2 separate regions of the Triticum aestivum genome follow, and region 2 is linked to region 1. A link is a contact called in public Hi-C data. All regions are on one chromosome and are shown on one strand. The core of a region is the stretch at or near the end of the contact, and the rest is flanking DNA. Distances in the headings are between cores, read along the strand shown. Region 1 holds the start of LOC123144854 (succinate--CoA ligase [ADP-forming] subunit beta, mitochondrial). Region 2 holds the start of LOC123144857 (RNA-binding protein 42).

The links. Hi-C and Micro-C count contacts between places; a contact is called where the count stands out from the background.
Region 2: a Hi-C map of leaf shows a contact between it and region 1, with 5 times the contacts expected there. The contact joins the promoter of LOC123144857 here to the promoter of LOC123144854 in region 1. A contact is called at or near these places in 2 of 5 Hi-C or Micro-C datasets (both in leaf).

The regions. Positions count from the first base shown.
Region 1 is chr6D:317,263,319-317,268,324 of IWGSC CS RefSeq v2.1, reverse strand. It overlaps LOC123144854 (succinate--CoA ligase [ADP-forming] subunit beta, mitochondrial), which reads right to left and starts at 3,692. Exons shown (of 12, transcript XM_044564106.1): 1 at 3,411-3,692; 2 at 3,165-3,275; 3 at 2,353-2,464; 4 at 1,585-1,649; 5 at 995-1,072; 6 at 34-108. The coding sequence starts at 3,512. LOC123141538 (a long non-coding RNA gene) reads left to right here and starts at 4,116. Exons shown (of 3, transcript XR_006470349.1): 1 at 4,116-4,416.
Region 2 is chr6D:317,862,542-317,867,479 of IWGSC CS RefSeq v2.1, reverse strand. It overlaps LOC123144857 (RNA-binding protein 42), which reads left to right and starts at 1,683. Exons shown (of 6, transcript XM_044564108.1): 1 at 1,683-2,052; 2 at 2,874-3,051; 3 at 4,145-4,242; 4 at 4,327-4,423; 5 at 4,504-4,589; 6 at 4,677-4,938. The coding sequence starts at 1,855. The coding sequence ends at 4,730.

The DNA of each region.
Region 1 (5,006 bases), core at 2,443-4,942:
TTGATCCAAAATCAAGTTGAAGAAATAGATGACCTTAACGATCTTATCAGGGAACTTCTCTGCAAGATCTTCAATACTCGTTCCTCCCTCAGCACAAGCTATAATGAGCTGAAAAAAAAAATATGAACCTTAGCAATCAGCACTAGAAAAAAAATCTCACAGCATGAGTCTCTGCAATTGAAACAGGGGGAAATGGACATTAAGTAGCTACAGGTTTGATTGATGAAGTACTCCCTCCGTCCCAAAATTCTTGTCTTAAATTTATCTAAATACGGATGTATCTAGTTACGTTTTAGTGTTAGATACATCAGTATCTAGACAAATCTAAGACAAGAATTTTGGGACGGAGGGAGTACATTATAGGGTTTAGAAAAAGTAAAGCGGCCAAAACAACCAAGAACACTCAAGGACTAGGTCACATCGCCCCAAATGTTCAGTTCATGCTTATATCAGAACAAATACAGAAGTAGAAAGAAAACATCTCTGCGTGGCCTCAAAAATCTGTACAAGGAACTTGTCTAATGATACATCCAAAATTTAAGAAACTTAATACAGTGAAATACTAATGTGACCGCCTGTTATTAGACAACTAGAGATTAATGTGAAGGTTTACCATACAATGGTATTTTTTTAATGGAAAACTGAATATAACATATACATTGATCACTTCAATTAAATAATTGTGGTAACTCGCTATGCAGGGACAAAAGAGGAACACTATTCCCAGGAAAGTATGATCTATATTTTATGTAAGCATATTCATGCACACAATCTTATAAATTATCATGGATCGACATCCTAAACAAGTCTGGAATAAAAACAATCGACAGCACTAACAGCTATTTCCTTTGGCACTTATACATGAGAAAGGTTTGTAATACCATGATATCTTATAAAAACAATATAGACCGCACTGATTTATTCACAAAATGGAACAGATGCTGGGTAATGAAAATGAAAAAATGGACAAGCGGGCCAGTGCTCAATGACATACTGGACCAGCAGTCTTCCTATCAAGGGTGATCGCAAAGTACATCTCATTAACAAGTGACATTTTCTCACATAAGTAGACCTGTCAAACAGAACAGAAAAAATATCGGTAGTTAAAAATGTTTCACTGAATCAAGCAGAACTAAATGACAGCAGCATTATTTGAATATCGTTTACCTGAGAAGTTGAAATGCTAATGCACTACTGTCTTAAAAATAACTCAAAAAAACGTTGTAGATTAACTATTGCCATTGCACGGCAAGAACAAAATACTAGGTACGGCGATATGGCCCAATCAACTGTATATTATTATTCTGTCTAACTTCATTGAACGTAAGTACACTGGAATTGGTCCATACATCATAGATCTAAACACTGATAGAAACAAGTCAGGTGAGTATCAAGCCCGTGGAAGCCAGAACTTGCATACTGAACAGTCACGAAATACCTAAAACGTTAATTTCTAGCAATGCTACATAACACAACTGAAACTGAACAGCAGAAGTATACCAACAGCAAATAAGAACAGCAAGCTAATCACAGCAATAAGGAAACAGAGATGCAGAAGATGGGATCGGATTAGAAAAAACTAACCTTGCCCACAACCTTCCCCTGTGGACCAGTTTGTTTTGTTACCAGGACCTGGTTAAGCATTTTAGCTGCAGATGAGTCAGTACAAACACTCTACAGTGAAAACATGCACAACCAACACAGAAGTAACTACAATTTAGTTGATTCACTCTAAACAAAATGACAACACTACATGTCACTAGAAATCCAATGGATGCAAGTTCAAATGGGAAGGCACATTCACTCAGAACCAAACCATTAAATAATAAAGCACTTATAGCCGGCAACAAAGGAGTGGATACAACTTATTACCTCCATACCAAAATATAAAACGTTTTGGTAGGCCAAACATGTTATATTTTGGTATGGAGGTAGTAGATTCCAAGAAAAGATCACCTAAAATAAATCAGTTTAGTTAAACCTGAATGTAATTATCATGTCACGCTTCATAGAAGCACGTGACCTTAAGTTGCAGTTTTCACTGTGACAACTGATAAAAGTGATGACAACAATTTAGACACAACCAATAGAATGAACTGATCTCAGTTATATTATATGCTTGGCCTTCATGTGTATGGATAGTTGTATCCATAAAATTGGCCAGGTGGCGCGCATTTCTAGTCTAATGCAGTCAGGAATGATAAGGATTATGCATAAATGTAGATTTGCTAAGCCAAATTCTCAACGATATATCTCAACAAATACTTGGACACACAATATCTTCAAACTGCGTTACTACACCATGAATGTGCACATACCATAATGTAAACTACCGCTCACAAAAAGATTTACCTGCAAGGCTTTCAGCCTCCTCAGCCTTAACAATATGAACACCACCCTTTAGTCCACTTTTGAAAGTTCCCAATCCACGGCCACCGGCAAGGATTTGGCTTTTCACAACTATCTGCAATGGTGTCATCTTTTAAACACAGTTGAACTACGAATAATAACATGGTGCAACCTATGATACATACAGCACCATAAATACATTAGGGGTGAGCATCTGCTATACTTCATATTGGGAATGAACTGCCCAGCCAAACAATCTGCTGGCACAAGGATAACTAACACGGCTACACAAGTATTTAGGTGCAGAATACAGAAAAGAACCTGGGACGTCATCTCAGTTAATTAAAACAGCTTTTGGAGAAAATATATAGTATTTCTTGGAGGTCATGAAGTTAGCACAAAAAAATATCCCAACACAGCATTACAATTCCAAGAGCAACTACAGCATGGCATGACTCACTTCGTTTGCAGGGCGGTGGAGTGATTTACACATGTAAGTAATGTTACTTTTAACACACAGGACAACATAAAACAGAGGCGTACGAATTGCAAGAACGAGGCTATCAGAATACACACACATTATACATTATAGCAACCAATAACCTCCTTTCCAAAATGCATCGCACATCACAGCAAACATTACCAAACAAAAAAGACATTTCTACCAACCTAATCCGGATTCAGCAGGAATTCGCAGTGAACTAGATTCACTAACACATTTCAATACCATCTGCACAGCACAAGCCTCGCATTTGCACGAGTGAAAGATAACAACGACAGAAAAAACAAAACATTAGAAACCTAGGTAGCATCACCTCTTTCTCACTGGGGAAGACGTTCTTCAAAACTTCCTTGACCTCCTGCACTGACCCCACCACGGCGCCCTTGGGCACGTTGATCCCGAACTTCCCCATCAACTCCGCGCCCTGCGACACCCACATAAGCCAGGCCGGCAGAAACCCTAGCTTGTCAGACGGGCCTCCAAATCGAGATTAAACGAATCCGCACAGATACGAATCGAGCAGAATGGGGGAGGGACGGCGGGATCTGGACGCGGGTACCTGGTACTCGTGGATGTTGAGGCGGCGGAGCTGCTGGTGCTGCCATTTGCCGGCGACGGAGAGGGTGCGCGACGCCAACCTCCCGAGCGATCCGCGAACCATGGCTGCGGCGGCTTGGGCTCCTCCGATCCGGAAACCCTACGGGCGTGGAGGAAGGCAGGGATGCTGTTTCGCTCCTCCTCTTTGCGGGTCTGATGTTATTCTGTTCTCCCCTCCCCTCCTTTTCTTTCTTGCGGAAGGGTGCGGCTGCGCCGAGCAAATGGACTAGTTCACGTCGAAGGGACCGCTGATTTAGGATCACCGTAGTTTGACTGACATGTGGGCCTACACAACGTGGGGCACACCTGCCATTAGCTAATGACAAAGTTGACATTTGTTTTTCTAGGGTGAAAATATGCTAAAGAGTTTTTTTTTTGACAAAAATATGATAACGAGTGTGTTGCTCAGGTTTGATGGTGTGAATGGGCCAGCCGGCCCATCGTCCGATACTCCTAACTGTGCACCGTGGGCCAACAAGACAGAGATGGGTGGTCAAAGCCGTGCCCATCTCTACCACGGACATCCCTCATGGGGAAATATCCTGTACTCCAAGGTATTGGGTGCTCCGGCTGCTCCCTGTACAATCCAATCGTTAGATACTGAATGTAGGGACGAGATGAAACCTGAACACCCCACCCTTTAAGATTTGCAAAAATATCCCCGTGTAAGTGTAGAATAGCTGCAATGCTTCTCCAACAGTGCTCCCGATTTTGGACACGAGCAGATATATAGGTATTCAGGGCTCCGGCGGCGGACCTCGCCGTGCGCTGCACTGGGCCCTCCGGCGATCGACCTCGCCACGGTAATGACGTACAGTGCCCCGACTTCCAGCGCACAGCCCGCCCCATCCCCGCGCCGCCATTCTCCACCTTGGCGCCACCCAATCCCCACACCTGGCGCCAGATCCGCCCGCCGACGCCTAGCTCCACCATCTGCCGACGACAAAGAAGAGAACTCCAGCCTTCAGGTAACCTTTTGAATGTTACAACCTTGTGTATTTTACCGTGTGTTTTGGTTCTAATCCATCGTCCCCTACTCCCCTTTATGCTGAATGTGTGGGATGTAGGCATGTAGCTAATGCTATTAGATTTAAATGTGTTGATATCTCTCTGTATGAAGGTGCAGGAAAAGTAATCACAGAACCAACTTGTTGTATTTTTCTTAGACTACCTATCGAGCAATTAGGTATATAAAATGTCAACGACATATGGTCTGAGACGAGTACAAAGTAAATTTATCTACCTGTTCAAGTACCTGATGAAGTGCTTGTTGGCACAAGACCGAGATCCATTAACATTAGCAATATGTGCCTCACTAATTTTTTAGAGCTCCGTATATGTTTGTTCAGTATTTCTACTGAAACTAGTAGTACGGCATTCTTGGTTTAGTTAATTAAATGTATTATCTCTTTGATCTTCCTTCTGTTTTTGGACAAGATCACAAGAGGCAGCACCAACAGCGCCTTATATTCACTATCAAGCACATTTTACTTCAGGATTTGACAATCCTTAACATCAGGATTTTTTTTTTTTTTGCGGTCAACCTTAACATCAGGAT
Region 2 (4,938 bases), core at 434-2,933, 600 kb before region 1:
CAAACCGAGATTGCAACACACCAAATGCCCTCTCAATATCCTTTCAGCAAGCTTCTTGTGCTTCGTATAATCTTTTGTGTTTCTTGGTTTTGGGGTCACTGATGGTCTTCACAAATGTTGATCATGAAGGATAAGTACTGTCCGCCAGTACCCAATGGTATAGTCATGACCATTGATGGTATAGTTGCAGGCCAGAGCTTTGCCACTAGCTAGCTGAGGAAATAGATGAGATCGCTGCAGGACATTGATATCATTAAGGGACCCTGACAAACCAAAGAAACAATGCCAAATCCATAAATCACGTGAAGCCACGACTTCAAGCACAATGGTGGGTTTACGTTTGTGGTTGGTGTATTGCCCTGCCCAAGCCACCGGGCAGTTCTTCCACCTCCAATGCATGCAATCAATACTACCTAGCATGCCTGGCCATCCCCTTTCTTCGTTCATCGCCATGAGCTTCTTTGTGTCTTCCTCTTTTGGAGCTCATAGGTACTCCGGGCCAAAAACCTGGATCATTGTCTTCGAAAATACCCGGACGCATTTGATGGGGGGTATCTTCTCCAATGCGAAGGTATTCATGTGCGTAGTCAGCGGAAACACTATATGTAATCACCCTCATCGCCGCCGATATTTTTTGATATGCACTAAACCCAAGCAATCTGACGGCGTTCCTACGTCGAGTGAAAAAACGACAATTTTGCTCGCAAGCTTCAACGATGCATACGAAAAGAGAACTACACATTGGTATCGCCTACAGAATAGCTGAGCTGGATATGTCGGCACCTCCGCGAAGTAGTCCTTCATGGGCATCTTGTCGCCGAGAACTCAGTTGCGGGGAATGTATAGCCGACTAACCGTGGATCCGCGACGCTTTCTCTTCGGGCCCTTCTCAAATTTGTCCACGAGATGCCACAGCACTAGGTTGTCGACATCGTCGACGACGACCACGAACTCCAATCCATCTAAAAAGAATGCCCGACCATGAATTTCTCCCGGTCAAAATTAATCAAAATAGTCAGTGGGCATTGAACATATCTTCCCCCGAAGCAAAGCCGGCCGCCCCTTTCTTCTCCTCGGCCAGCCGAAGCAAAGCCGCTCGCCCCTTTCTTCTTTCCCCTCCGGCTGAAGCAAAACCGGTCGAAACCCCTTCCTCCGGCACGCACGACTGCCCCTCGAGCGATTCCGAGGCTCACCGGCGCCGGAAACAACCAGATCCACCGGCTACAAGGCCGCACGCCAAGATCCGGGGCGGATCCATGGTGCCTACGGTGGCCGCTCGCCCGCGGACACAAATGGGCACCCCCGGCCTTCAAATTTGGTGGAATATGCTACGCGGGGCGGCGGAGCTAATGGACGGCGCGAGGCAGCCGGGGGCACCAAGAACCGGCGGGGAGATGCGACGATGGCGGCGAGGAGTGGAGCGGGAACGGAAACGGGCGAAAATGGCCTTCGCGCCAAGGAAAAGGGATCCGGCAAAAAAAGTGGCAAATCCCGTAGATATGGCGGAAACGACCCAGAGTTTGCAGGATCCGGCAATTTGTTTTCCAGGATGCCCGATTATACGGGATCTATTAGGTCGTAAACCAACGATTATTATGACGTATGGCGACCAATAACTAAAATAAGCTTTCAGTTTAAGTTCCGTGGATGCATTTTATAGTCAGAAAAAAAGAGACGCTTCGAGAGCGTTCCTGATCGTTTCCCCCTGGTTCCGGTTCCACAAGGCAATCCCCGAGTGCCCTTTCAATCACCGCAACCGCGCACGATCAGAATTCTCGTGCCTGAGGCGAACACCGTGATCTAGCCTTCCAGCCCTTTCGTGTCCGGCGGCCTCTCCACCCCAGTCCCCAGATTATGTCGACGCAGTCCATCTCGCCCGCCTCCGCGTCCGCGCAGTTCCCCTACCCTGCTAGCGCCGCGGCGGCGGCCCCGTCGTACTTCCCCGTGCCCTTCCACCTCCAGACTTCGCAGTACCCTACCTGGCCGACGGTGGCCCCCGCGCAGCCGGCGCCGGCGTACAACGCCGTCTACCCCATGCCCCAAGTCCAGCAGGTAATAACTCCCCATTCGCGCAATCTGTTCCAGAGCTCCTCCTTGTAATTTGCTCCATGGACGGATCCTCCCTGTAATTTGTTGGCGTAGTGAGCTAAGGTGGTCGGAGATCCGGTGGTGGGAGAGGATCTGGACGCCGCTGTGCGGCTTCTGAGGTTTGGGTCGCGCTCTGTTGTTTTAGGTTCGAAAACGCATCCAAAGCTGCACTAGTGTTTCTTACTTCATTGCTAGCATCCCTTCATGTTTGATTGGGGTTTAGGGCATATGGGTGATCTGATGAGTAATGGCTATGCTGACAAAGCCCCGTTTGCTGAACTGCCATTAGCTTCTCATCATAATACATCCACCTTTCTGCCACATATTGGTTGCACGGTGAGTGACCTGACCAAAGAATGGATGGATAGCCTGAATTATCCGTCTTAGTTTTGTCCTAGCAAGACCCAGGGGAACCGTAAATGCTCAATTGGAAGCCAATTCACGTTGCGATGTGTTCCTTAGCTCAGCACCATGAGGTTTGCTGCATCGAGATAGGTTATACTCCCTCCGTAACTTAATATAAGATTTTGTTTTACACTACGTTAGTGTCAAAAAACGTCTTATATTAAGTCATAGAGGGAATGTTGTTTAAGCTATGCAAAGACAAGGATGCTAAGTGATGAGTTTATTTCCATCCGAGCATTAGGAGGTTATATGTTATTAACATTGGAGGCTTGTTTCGTAGATAGGTTAGTGAAAATGACCTTTATATTGTTGAACTGGTAGTAAGTACCAAGTCTCCTATTGAGTACTAATAAGTAGCCAATTATGATATTATTATACAGGCACAACAACTGTTCCAGAGAGACTCGCAGATAATCAGCCCAGAGGCTCTCGCCACGGTGAAGGCTGCTATTGCAGATAATGACAAAGACAAGAAAGTTGAAGCAAACAAAAAGGCAGTTCCTCGAAAGGCAGCTGGGCAATGCTGGGAGGATCTGACGTTAGCTGACTGGCCTGAAAGTAAGCTCTCAGTCGTATTTTATAGGGCATTTTACCAAATGTTGCACTTCTATGATCTATATTAGAATGTGAAACATGGTAATGCAATATTTTTGTCACTTGTCTCTCTTAGCAATGAAGCTGACAAACAGCCAAAGCACCTTCCCTCTCCCAGACAAGATTAATGTTCTATGTGCTGTTCTTTCTTCTAAGATAAATTGTTGTTTCATTTTTTTGTTAAAGGCAGGTTAAAGAGTTGATGCTTTCACATTGGATCTAGGTGGGCTTGCTGATGATATAGTAAACATTTTGCTATTATCTCTATGCATACATAAATTGTTGTATTGTGCGTAAAAGGCTAAATTGATCTTGTGGATACATTTGCAGTTTGCTATTTACATGGACAATTGTCGAAAATGTGATATAAATATTTTGAATTAACCTTTATACATATTTTGAACAATTCTCTGTGATTATTTGTTATAGTTATTTGAGAAGGCTAAAAAAACAAAGAACTAGCTTCCGTGCTCTTATTGCACCCATCTGTTTGTAATCTGTATAAGCTAACATAGTTAAAATATTTAAATATATCTCAGCTCTGGCAGAGTGTCCAGCATTTGTTTATGATTTTTCAATGAGCATAAAATCAAGCATGATAATTCACTTTAATCATGGTTGGTATTTGGCAAGACAATAAATGTTTGTTCGGATGAAATTATATCAAATTATCAGTTTCTTAGAGCGTCTTCATCCCTAACACCCACAATCTAGCCGCTATGGGTAGATAGATCACCTTTTTTTTATCTCAGTTAGCGCCTCTAAGCCTCGCTGACCATATCTCTAAGGATCACCTCTAGGTGCCAAGGGCTATAAATTTTAATACTGTATTTGATTTGAAGTTGATATACATAAACTAATTGTAGTTAATTAGCTTATTATTGGTAGTTGTGATGTCTCCAAATGCAACTTAGGATTTGTATTTGCTGTGTCAGTGCAGGTGTCTCGTCTTCTGCTTGTACTGATTATTAGTAGTTGTGTCATTTGGTTGCTTTCCATTGTATGAGTATTTCTGTACCTTTCATATTTACAATTCTCACTTCCCTCCCGTGGACAGATGACTTCCGTTTGTTTTGTGGTGATCTTGGAAATGAAGTGAATGATGATGTTCTGACCAAGACTTTTTCAAAATATCCATCCTTCAACATGGCTAAGGTGAGTCTTGCCTCTTCTACCCATGACATCGATTATATCTCTCTTTATTTGTAGTGATCTGATTATGAACACATGATGCATCAGGTTATACGGGATAAGTCTACGGGTAAAACTAAAGGCTACGGGTTTGTTAGTTTTGCCAATGCATCAGATCTTGCAGCAGCACTGAAAGAGATGAACGGTAAATATGTTGTATTAGGTGGCTTTTTGTTTACTAAATTTGTCCTTGTACTGCAGTCAAACTTATATACTGCTAACCAGGTAAATATGTTGGAAATCGACCAATCAAGCTACGGAAGAGCACATGGAAGAATAGAATAGATTACGAAGCTTTGCTGAAGCCGAAGGTTAGTTCCCATGATTGTCTTTGTGAGGCCTACTCTACTACTCATATGCTGGTGCTCATTTAACTGATCTGTGCCAAATGCCTGCAGACTCGGCCACAGAAGAAGCTCAAAGTGCAGCCAAGAAGTGTTTTACACAAGTGAAGCAAATAATTCTCCTTGTTTGTCATCACAGTATCGACAATGATGTGCAATGCGCATATTCAACAGTTGATGTAAGCCTTTAGCATTGCCCGTGTCAGTGCATTCCAGTTTATGATTGTAATGTAGGTGTAAATATCCAAATGACTAGTATCTTTGTGGACATCAACTATGTATTTTGATGAATGATTGATGGCAAACGCTATGGATT